Linked DNA regions of Danio rerio: region 1 is linked to region 2. Evidence: chromatin contacts called from public HiCAR-type data. All regions are on one chromosome and are shown on one strand. The core of a region is the stretch at or near the end of the contact, and the rest is flanking DNA. Distances in the headings are between cores, read along the strand shown.

Evidence for each region. HiCAR-type assays count read pairs that join an accessible place to other places.
Region 1: a HiCAR-type map of caudal fin shows a contact between it and region 2, with 9 times the contacts expected there. The contact joins the promoter of si:ch73-368j24.8 here to the promoter of LOC100331412 in region 2. A contact is called at or near these places in 2 of 4 datasets of contacts at active chromatin or transcription factors (caudal fin and gastrula embryo).

The regions. Positions count from the first base shown.
Region 1 is chr7:6,093,117-6,098,790 of GRCz12tu, reverse strand. si:ch73-368j24.8 reads left to right here and starts at 2,014. Exons shown (of 1, transcript NM_001386568.1): 1 at 2,014-3,508. The coding sequence starts at 2,036. The coding sequence ends at 2,410. It overlaps LOC564610 (histone H4), which reads left to right and starts at 441. Exons shown (of 1, transcript XM_068222533.1): 1 at 441-977. The coding sequence starts at 472. The coding sequence ends at 783.
Region 2 is chr7:5,807,840-5,813,782 of GRCz12tu, reverse strand. It overlaps LOC100331412 (histone H4), which reads left to right and starts at 2,986. Exons shown (of 1, transcript XM_002662197.7): 1 at 2,986-4,090. The coding sequence starts at 3,022. The coding sequence ends at 3,333. si:cabz01036006.1 reads left to right here. Exons shown (of 33, transcript XM_021477672.3): 32 at 870-932; 33 at 1,188-2,358. The coding sequence ends at 1,195.

The sequences.
Region 1 (5,674 bases), core at 765-3,264, 290 kb before region 2:
GCGTGGGTTTCCTCCTGGTGCTCTGGTTTCCCCCACATTCCAAACACATGTGGTATAGAAGACTTGTTTGAGCTAAAGAGTATGTGTGTTAATGCAAGAATATATGAGTGTTACCAAGTGTTTGGTTGTGGCTGGAAAGGCATCGGCTGGATAAGTTGCCGGTTCATTCCGCTGTGGTGAACCCTGACAAAGCCGAAAAGAAAATGAGTGAAGATGCTGATGATTAAAAAGGGTCCATTGCCAATAACTTGTATAATATTATTTTCTAAGACATTTTGAGTGAACTGCCCCTTTAAATGTTATTATTTAAAAAGCAAACTACAATCTGAGTTAAGAGACCTGAAGATTGACACGCCTATTGTGGCGTTTTAGCTCCGCCTTGCGTGTTTCAACTAGGTCGTCGAAGCGACTGTAAAGCTTCTTCAGTGTCGCTTGACTGTACATTCTGAAGCTTGACTGCAGAAAAACATCATGTCTGGAAGAGGCAAAGGCGGTAAAGGATTGGGGAAAGGAGGCGCTAAGCGTCACCGAAAAGTTCTGCGTGATAACATCCAGGGAATCACCAAACCCGCCATCCGTCGTCTCGCTCGCCGTGGTGGAGTCAAGCGTATCTCCGGTCTGATTTACGAGGAGACTCGCGGTGTGTTGAAGGTGTTCCTGGAGAACGTGATCCGCGACGCTGTAACCTACACCGAGCACGCTAAGAGGAAGACCGTGACCGCCATGGATGTGGTGTACGCGCTGAAACGGCAGGGACGCACTCTGTACGGATTCGGCGGTTAAACGTCTACATTCAGACCTAAAACAAAAGGCTCTTTTAAGAGCCACCCACATTGTCATAAAAGAGACTTTTGTGTCGTTTAAAGTTAGATTTCAGTTTTATATTTAAACTGAGGCCTACTTGTCAAGTGAAAATTATGTTTGAATGAATATTAACTATTGTTATAATCTGTAATAAACCGTTTTTTTTTTATATATTTTGTAAGGGAACATAACAGGTTAGAATGGAGCTCGAGTGTATAACTGTGTATTTTGTTTTAAAGTGTATGCTTCATACTGACAAACTTTTTATGAAACTTCTCCTGAGTTAGTTCCGGTGAGAAATTTCACGCAAAAAGTGCGAAAAAGAGCGGAGATCGCTACTTTGCTGAAGAAAAAGTCTCATTACATGAGAAAATTGTCAATATACTTCAGCACTCTCTGAAGAGGACAAGCTTAGTGTTTGCAGAAAGCTGTGTACATTGTGGTTTTAGCCTTGTGTGGAAGCATTTAGGATATAATAGTAAGCTGCTAAGTTTGCATTAAGCTAATTCATGCACTATTGTATTTATGTATTCTTGTTGTTTTATTCTGTTCAGCTTTTACGTTAGTGTTTGATTAAAAAAATAAAATAAAACCATTAGTTAAAGTCTTGACCATCTATCAGGAAGGACACTACATTAGCCGTGAATGTTTAACCATATCTTACCTACCATAAATATTAGATTTTTAGACTGCTTAAAATATCCAGCCGTATAATTCTGTTTTCTAATTGTGTGTGTGTGTGTGTGTGTGTGTGTGTGTGTGTAAAACTACACAAAAAGACTAGTCCAGTAAGTGTCATTTTTGGAATAACGCGTACTGTATAAATGAGGCATGTCCTTTTGTTTGCAGAAGCATCTATGGAATTATAATTGATTTAATAAGAAGCTTGAAAGTAGAAATTTCCTGTTAGCATCAGTTATTTGGTTTGTTTTTCATTCCATAAGAATGTTGTGTTTTAAAAAATATATAATTCTGAGCGGGAAAATAAAACGACGAACGGCCGTTCTCTATGCGGAAGCGAATCATGGGCGGGGCCTACAGTTTCAAAGCATACAATTGGAAGATTTACTTGCCTACTGGTCTCCTTTATGACCAATGAAATCAGCTTCACACATTCATTTCGCCAATGCACAAATCAGAAAAGGCTGATTGCTCCTTCTAAAATTTGCATAAGGGCCTAATAAATAGCCAGCGTTTCTGCGTAAAGGAATCAGTTCTGCTTCGAGCAAACATGCCTGAACCAGCGAAGACCGCACCCAAGAAGGGCTCTAAGAAGGCGGTAACTAAAACCGCCGGCAAGGGAGGAAAGAAGCGCAAGAGGACCAGGAAGGAGAGCTATGCCATCTACGTGTATAAAGTCTTGAAGCAGGTCCATCCTGATACTGGAATCTCCTCAAAAGCGATGGGCATCATGAACTCCTTCGTCAATGACATCTTCGAGCGCATCGCCGGTGAGGCGTCTCGTCTCGCCCATTATAACAAGCGCTCCACCATCACATCGAGAGAGATCCAGACCGCCGTCCGTCTGCTGCTGCCCGGGGAACTGGCTAAACACGCAGTGTCTGAGGGCACAAAGGCCGTCACCAAGTACACTAGCTCAAAGTAAAGCACAGTCAACTTCAACCCAAAGGCTCTTCTAAGAGCCACCCATATTTTCATCTATAGAGCTTTTTCTGTGTGATCAGTGATTCAGTAACCGTTCTTTTCAAATAGCTCCGCTCAGTGTATGGCTAACGGAAGTTTTGTTTGAAGGCTTTACACTTAAAGTGTATCTTTTACTATTAAATTTTAATAACTCCTTGCGTACAGACTCTAAAATATATACATTTTAATTACAAATGTCTACAATAGGGATAATACAGTTCTGATAATATGTGTCAGTATTCAGTCTTGGGTCACATGGTCAATACAAAATCGGTTGAACACGGGCGGCCCTTTTCCTGCTCTGGAGTTTATTCTCTGGCTCAATTGCTGTAAGACTCTGGGGCCTACTCTCAGTTCTTTGTCTCTTCCTCTCTTAGCTAACTTTATTTACATTTAAGCTGGTGCAATTAAAGTGTTTTTAACATTTCATACACTTATTTTCTAACTGATTCAGTTGTAGCCATTGCAAATTATTGTCTTTAAATTATTTCATTTTCAAGTATTCTGTGAATTATTTTTGCTCTATATTGCAATAGAGTGGAGGAACTATGACGTCAATTTGTATGCAAAAACCCGGAAGCGAGTTAGCATTTTAGCAGTTCCGGTTCCCTCATCCCTAAGTCAATTGGGTTTTTGAATGGGGTTTCAGTAAAATTGCTTAAATAAGGTTCGTGGCAAACACAAACTCAAGATACTTCCATGTTTTGTTCTACGACATAAAACACATCAGTTAAAGCACAAGCTTGAATTTTTAATTTGTCCATGCTTCTTTAAAAAGATGGTTGCTATCAAGTTGCTAAATGGGACTACAGGCAGTGTTATTATTTATAATACACATTATACGTCATCGAGCTAATCTGGTCTAGAGCGCAGCCCGCTTGTGTTTGGCATTTGGATTTGTCTGTTATTTAGGTATTTTCATGAGTAGTGTTTTATAGTTTGTAGTATTTTTCTAATTGGGAGTTAATACTGTGTGTAAATAATGCCTTCACTTGTAAAAACTGTCGAGACAGATTCATTTGTTAATCATTTATTTTAATTAAATGATATTATGAAGATACTGCTTACCAGTGTAGCCGGTCTCTTTCCTGCTCTCAGTAATGCAAACGTGTGAATAAATGTGTAAAAATACAGACATATTAACTCTCATTTTAACATGACCAAGTGATTTTTTGTCGTTTTTTTTCTTCATCTGAACGCAATATTTACACTCCTCCATTAAATGTATAAGATATGTGACTGTATGGGCTGCTTTTCCTTGTATTTTGTGACATGAAAAAAATATTGAATGTTGTTCTTGATCTATGATGGACTTGCAGGTTCATACAGTTCATAAGTTACATTTAAGATCTAAAAGTGCTAAAAGTTGTATTGTCATGTGAGGATTATCCAGCTGGACAAAACATGTAAGTGTAATAAACAGTGTTTGAACAGAGCTTATTATTTGCAATATACGAAAAGCCTATGGGAAAAATCTATAGGGATTTTGTCGAGGAAACTAGTTTTATGCTAGCAGCCGATTAGCCTACAAAGTGACGTCATATTTCCTCCACACTATACCACCACATAGTAGCAGATTTTTGCTATCATTTCTGTTTCTGGTATAAGATTGCAGATGTATGGTTTGAACAGTTTTTAACAGTCACGTTGATTTTTTTTTTTAGTAATTAGGCAGAAATACAATTAGAACCATTGTAGTTAAGACCAATTCCTAGTTGTAACTCCTCTCTTTTTGATGTTACTTTGAGGGGGATTACATTTACATTTCAATAATACTGAAAATAGACCTTATAATTTTTGCACGTTTAAGTTTACACCACAAAAATAAAGACAATCAATATATACAATTAAGCAGTTTTTCAACAAACAGTTTTAAACTCTAAATTATTTCAATGATGAGGTGAAAATAGATCATTTAGGCGGTTTGACTATAATATCTGAATATCCTCTCAAATATAATAGAGACATAGTAAAAAGAGTCACTGACCGTATTAATCCAAGTCTCAGAATAATGTGGTAGTTCACCTGTCGGTGTCTCTGGCTCCAGAAAACACTACTGATGTTCATCTATAATGTTCAATGAAAACCCATCACAGAGTAGTCCAATGAAAGTATGAAGCACAAAATAAACAGACAGAAACATTCAGGAAAACAGGTCCTGTACGACATAAACATAGGCCAAATCACTACAAAATATTGAAAAGACATTAATAAACGTAATAACCACTTAGTCAGTACTCACATTTGAGCAGCAGCAGCAATTTTGTTCTTAAAATACCCGAACCAGAGTGCATTGGTAGCTTTAGTAGCATGCTGTTCCATACCAAACACAACTCTTGCTCTTTTGACGAGCTGAAATATATTTTGTTATCGCACCCTAGTGGCGCCTAGTGCCATTACAATCTCTGTTTTTCACATGACAAAGAACCAAAATGAACATTTACAAAAACATGTGATGTTTATCCGTTACAATGTAAATTAAATAAAGCATTTTCAAATAAATAACTTTGTTTTAAAATTATTTATGAAATGCTAAAATACTGCAATTACTTCTGAGTATTTTCTGACAACGATAGTGTATTTAAGGTTGTGAATATGTATTGTGAATATGTTTATTTCAAACTTGAGTAGCTTATTTATGAAAAGCCAATTAATATCTTCCTTGAAAGCCAAGGTTAAACTTTTCATTCACTTTCCTTCGGCTTAGACCCTTTATTCATCAGCAGTCGACACAGTGGAAAGGACCGAAGACTTTATCAGCATTTGTTCTAGAGAGGATGACCTTCTAACTGCAACCCATTACTGGGAAACACCCACTAGCACATTCACTCTCATAGACTACGGCCAATTTAGTTTATTCAATGCATCTATACCGCATGTCTTTGAACTGTGAAAACTGGAGCCCCCAACACAGGGAGAACATGCAAACTCCACACAGAAATGCCAACTGACCTAGCCGAGACTCGAACCTGCGACCTTCTTGCTGTGAGGCGACAGTGCTAACCACTGTGTCACCCCTAAGGTTGAACTTTTACCCCCATAGACAGTATTGACAGTGCTTACTTTGTCTAAACATTTTCATGACACAGGATTAATTGCATCTCTGGACAGCAGACATTATAGACAAGGCATATTAATCATGTTTCTATTAGTTTTATGTTGCAACAAAAACTGAATAATAAACTTCTGATGACTGCATTGTTATTTACGGATTTTGTATTTCGTA
Region 2 (5,943 bases), core at 1,737-4,236:
AAACCAGTAACTTTGACATCCACAGAAGGACAGACAAATACTTTAAAAGACAATGTTATCGGGTTCAATATTCGTTAAAACATATTTTAAAGGGACACGAAAACACATTTGACAATGTAAAAAAAAGATTTTTGAAACTACACTCTCATTCACACTCAGACACAACGGCCAATTTAATTTACCCAATTCCCCTATAGCGCATGTGTTTGGACTGTGGAGGAAACCCACGCCAACACGGGGAGAACATGCAAACTCCACATAGGAATGCCAACTGACCCAGCCGGGACTCAAACCATGGACCTTCTTGCTGTGAGGCGACAGTGCTAACCACTGAGCCACCGTGCTGCCCCGTGGTAAATTATGTAAATTAAAATTTAAATAATAAATACAATAGATTATGTAATTCATTCATTTTATTTCGGCTTAGTCCCTTTATTAATCTGGGGTCGCCACAGAGGAATGAACAACCAAAATAAATGATATAATATATAAAAATATTTTCATGTGAGCTATCCCTTTAACCATTATGTGCTTTTCTGCATCAGAGCACACTGCTGCAGTTAAAACAGTTGAAGCACATCATGTTCGCTTCATTTGAAATCCACTGTGTTGGTGTATTTAGAGTCAAAAATGTTAGAATTGAGTTAATGTCCAAATATTTATGGACCCAACTGTAAGTTAAAATAACTACAAAAGTTAAATGTAAATGTCAACTTAAAAGTTTAAGGCAGCATTTTTGTATAAATTGTATAAATAAAAAGTGTAACTAAGAAGACATGATAAGATTTTAATGGTGATCTCTTTGAAATTTGCCCCTGGTTTGTGGAGAATTTGATCATTATTTTAATGTTATCGTTTGCTCTCAGCAGGCGCTGATGCCGGAGGTGATGCAACTTATGCTCAAGTTTTAAGTAAGAAGAAGAAGAAAACACGTAAGATCATCAATTATTTTATTATAATTATCATTTACTTCAGAATATAACAGTAACTCACAAAAAACAGATAATTTGCTCATCATGTGGACTGTGTTCTGGTTCTTTGAACAGAAATACAATGTTTTACATGATAAATCTGTTTAATGTTCAGTTATTTCTGATGATCAAGGGTTAATTGTGATCTTAAACTATATATCATCATGTTGTGTTTTATTGGCATTAACTGCATTCATCTGCATAATCTATTTAAAGGTCTGTGAGTGCAGTGATGAAAACAGACGCCAAAAGAGATGAACACCAGCGCTCACTTTGCTTCAGAAATTACTCTGAGTGAACTGCTTCTGCACATGAATCATTCAGATAAACTGTATTTTATATAAGCATATATAACCTGTTTTACTGAGAATTTTTTGTGAACATTTATGTTTGAAGTTAGATCTAAGTCAAATAGCTTTCATTATATTAGCGATGCACAAATAATGAGACTGAGACTGAAGAATATTGTAAATGATTTGATTATTGATATTGATTAAGATAATGTTATGACATATATAATGCTTTTTACATTCGTATATTTTTATATATTTCATTAATGCTATATTGCTTGAGTTGAAGTGTGAGATTTATATTTGAAAAATAAACATACCAACAAATATCTGTATTTTGAATGGCTTTTTCCATGTTAAAATAGATATTTTAACCAATAGATGCTGGGAGTCAAACACAGTTCAGCTATTTTAACTATTTTCAATATTTTTGATCCTGTAAAATTTGTTAAAAAGGATGGCACGGTGGCTCAGTGGTTGGTGTGAGTTTTCTTCTGGTCCTCCGGTTTCCTCCACAGTCAAAACACATGCGCTGTAAGTGAATTGGGTAATCTGAATTGGCCGTTTTGTGTGTGTGTGTGTGTGTGTGTGTGTGTGTGTGTATAGATGCTTCCCATTACAGGGTTGCAGCTAAAAGGGCATCTGCTGCCTAAAACATATGCTGGTATAGTTGGCTGTTAATTCCACTGTGGCGACCCCTTAAAAATAAAAGTAGTATGCTAATTTATTCAAATATAAAGGTGGGAATATGTACATAATTGATAAAACAGTCCGAAATTATTGAATAAAGTGTTGATAACATATTTTTTATTTTATAAAAGTTTTTGCATTAAGTGCGTGTACTGGATCTGCTTTTTACTCTTTGAACACCCAGACAACATTAAGAGCTGCTTTCCCCTATTTTATTTAATCTTGCAGAAGACAATTAAACACATAGGCCTATATATTATCTACAGGCTGTACTGCACATCTGACCCACTCATCAATACATCACAACATTGTGTGCCCTTTTTTTTTTTTTGTTCTCTAGTATAATATGTAAGGACATTTAATAAACTTTACAGTTGCATACATAATGTGATATTTGTGATATTTTCGAGAAAAAAAAATACAAAAAATATTCAGGATTATATTAAATTTTTTTAAAGATAAAACAAAATTACCACTTTTCTTTTTATAACTAGAAACGGCGCAGTGGGTAGCGCTGTCGCCTCACAGTTGGTTCGAATACAGGCTGCCAGGCTGGCTCTAGCGGTAACTGTCGATGGGCGGGGTTAACGTTGTAAAGCATTTTCTTCTATAAGAAGAAAGGTTAAATGTGTCCAATAAACTCACACTATATGTGGGGTCATCAAGACACGCATAACATAAGGCAGCAGATAAAGCCAGTGTTTAGTAAAAAACTGGCATCCAAATTTTAAATTTACTGTAACTGTAATTATGCCAGAACCAGCGAAATCCGCGTCGTAAAATGTACTATTAATCTCACTCACATCCACTGCAGAGCCGTTAATATGGCTCATAAAGTACACTTATAATATTATTTGGTAAAGGGTTTTTGGTGACGTGTCGGTTATTCGCATAATTCAAAAAGAAAACTACAGCAGACCCAAGAGCCCTGGGGGATTGACGCATTTACTGTGACGTTGCGTTGTAGCTCCGCCTTAAGTGTTTCAACTAGGTCGTCTAAGCCACTGTAAAGCCTCTCGAATGCAGTTCTAGTCTACACATTTAAACTATTTGCTTTATTGATACGCAACATGTCAGGTAGAGGCAAAGGCGGTAAAGGTCTTGGAAAGGGAGGCGCTAAGCGTCATCGCAAAGTTCTGCGCGATAACATCCAGGGAATCACCAAACCCGCCATCCGTCGTCTCGCTCGCCGTGGTGGAGTCAAGCGTATCTCTGGTTTGATCTACGAGGAAACTCGCGGTGTGCTTAAAGTGTTTCTGGAGAATGTGATTCGTGACGCCGTTACATACACCGAGCACGCCAAGAGGAAGACCGTGACCGCCATGGATGTTGTGTACGCGCTGAAACGTCAGGGACGCACTCTGTACGGATTCGGTGGTTAAACATCCAGGACCAATCCTAAAACCCAAAGGCTCTTTTAAGAGCCACCCACACTGTCATAAGAGAGTGATTAAGATTTGCCTATTATTCTTTGTGTATATTTTTATTATTTATTATATGGAGTTTTTTATTTACGTGTTATGTGAACATGTTTGTAAGTTCTGTTGTTAGCATATTTTATTACGTGTTTAATTTACTAGTTAATTGTGTAAAACAGATGACACATTACTTCTATGAAACTATAACTTGATAAAATGAGGTGTGTGTTACTAGAAAAGTTATTGGCGCTAGTTATTTGTTTGTTTTCTAATAAGTTAAACAATTTAATGATTTAAAAACAACTTATTCTGAGCAATTTACCCAAGTAAAGCGATGGGCGGCTGTTATCTCTGCGAAAGTGACTCTGGGCGGGGCCTACAGTTTCAAAGCATACAATTGGTAGTTCTGCTTGCAAGCGTGTCTCCTTTATGACCAATGAAATCAGCGGCAGAGATTTAATGTTCCAATGCAGCAATCGGTGAAGGCTGCTTTGCTAAAATCTGCAAAAGAACACAATAAATATTTAGTGTGCACTCACGTAACTTATTCACTTCATCATATTTTCATCAAAAGAAAATACCTGAACCAGCGGAACCTGCACCCAAGAAGGGCTCGAAGAAGGCGGTGTCTTAAGGCCCAAGGTGTTTTTACATGCATTTATTTTTATTTCTCTTTGCTATTTGGGCTAATTGGAACCTAATTAGAACAAAGATCTAAGTATCATCTTTTCATATGATCATGTACTTTCAGAGAAAAATTATGTCCATATATGTGGACTCGTCATTCAAATTTACATAAAACCCTTTTCCCAATTTTTATGGCTGTTTAACATAGAATTTTTTCTTTCTTTTTACTTGCTTAAAATCAAAATTTTGTCCCATTTACAACAGTTAAAATAGTGTTTGGGACATTTCATATGCTGCAAATGTTGCTGGATGACACTATGTCTGTAACAAAATATAAAAAATTCAAAGAATTTTACACAACCAAAATTGTGCTCTCCATATATGTGGACACTCAAGCCCTTAGAGGATAACTTCAATAATCATGAAAAATAAAACTTGAACAGATCGATGGCAAAAGCCTATGTGCCAAGGGTGGATAGTTAAAAACTAGGACGATGATGCTATATTATCTAGGGCTATACATGTTTCAATAGACATTAAATATATGCACAATTAGCTAAAAAAGCATTACATGATGCAACAGCAGCCACAGGACAATGTCCTGATATGTTCAGCAACGCTAGTTAAAACACTAGTGTGGACACGGATCGCTTTTGATCTAAAACGCTGTTTTAAAACTAAAACGCACTAGTGGAAACGGGGCCTCAGTGAGTAACCGGTCTTGGGCTCCAGGGTGATATGCCTGTGGCACATACAGCACATGCTTTGAGGGCCGACAATGAGAAACCAGATCATCTCAAGAACATTAAGGAGGAGATTCTGGCCAAAGTAGGACAGCTCAGAAAAATGTAGCATGCATGCACACGTGTTGGTGTTCCTGTAATTCAATAATGGATCTAACCTGTCTTAAATAATGTTCAATTTGAATACATTTATTTAGCCACTTATTTTTATTTTATTTTATTTTTTGCATTTTCTTTTTGTGTATGCATGTTTTTGATATTGTGATGTAGGTCTTGAATGTAATTCTTAACGGTCTTAAAAACTCTTAAAAACTCTTGACCCTGGTCAAGGCGTACCCTTTTAATTGCCTGACTGCACGCACCAGGCTTGCCCCACTTAACCACATGCTTGAGTTTTTTTGCTTATAAATAATAAAAACAATTGCAATTCTTGTAAATTTTAATAGCTAGTTGAAGGCTCTTAAGCAAAATGCAACATTGAGTACTGAGATTTTGGAGGGCTTATTTAGATTTTATGTTTGGCAGGACTCTAAAGGTTTGTTTAGTTGATTCAGGTGTGCACTAATGTTCTTCAAGGTCAGCAGTGGTTTTCGCTTTGCCGCTGTGCACTATGCTGTTTATATCAGATCTGTCAGATAGCAGTGAACAGTGGGCTTTGCTTCCTGCGTGAGTTGTCGCTGCGGTATAAAAAGTCAGTTACTTTAGAAATGGTTTACTTGTTACACTTCTGGTTAGAGATTAGGGCACATAATGTGGTTTTTCATTCATTAATTTTCTTTGCAGCGTGAAGGTGCGTGTGTGGTGTGTGATAGTTTAAAGCATTTTTTTGCCATGTGTGGGCCATTTCTAATCCAACTCAGAGTAAAATAGTTTTATTATTCTGTCATTGTGAAACTTGATAATTAGCTGAATATATATTTTTTAAACGTGTACGTAAGTCAAAATTATTACCCCCCTTTTTATTTTTTCCCCAATTTCTGTTTAACAGAGAGAGGATTTATTAAACACAATTTTAATCATAGTAGTTTTAATAACTCATCTCTAATGACTAATTTATTTTATCTTTTGCCTTGATGACAGTAAATAATATTTTACCTGCTATTTTTTTAATACACTTCTAGTTTAAAGTGACATTTAAAGGCTTAACTGGGTTAGTCAGATTAACTAGGCAGGTTAGGGGAATTAGGCAAGTTATTGTACAACA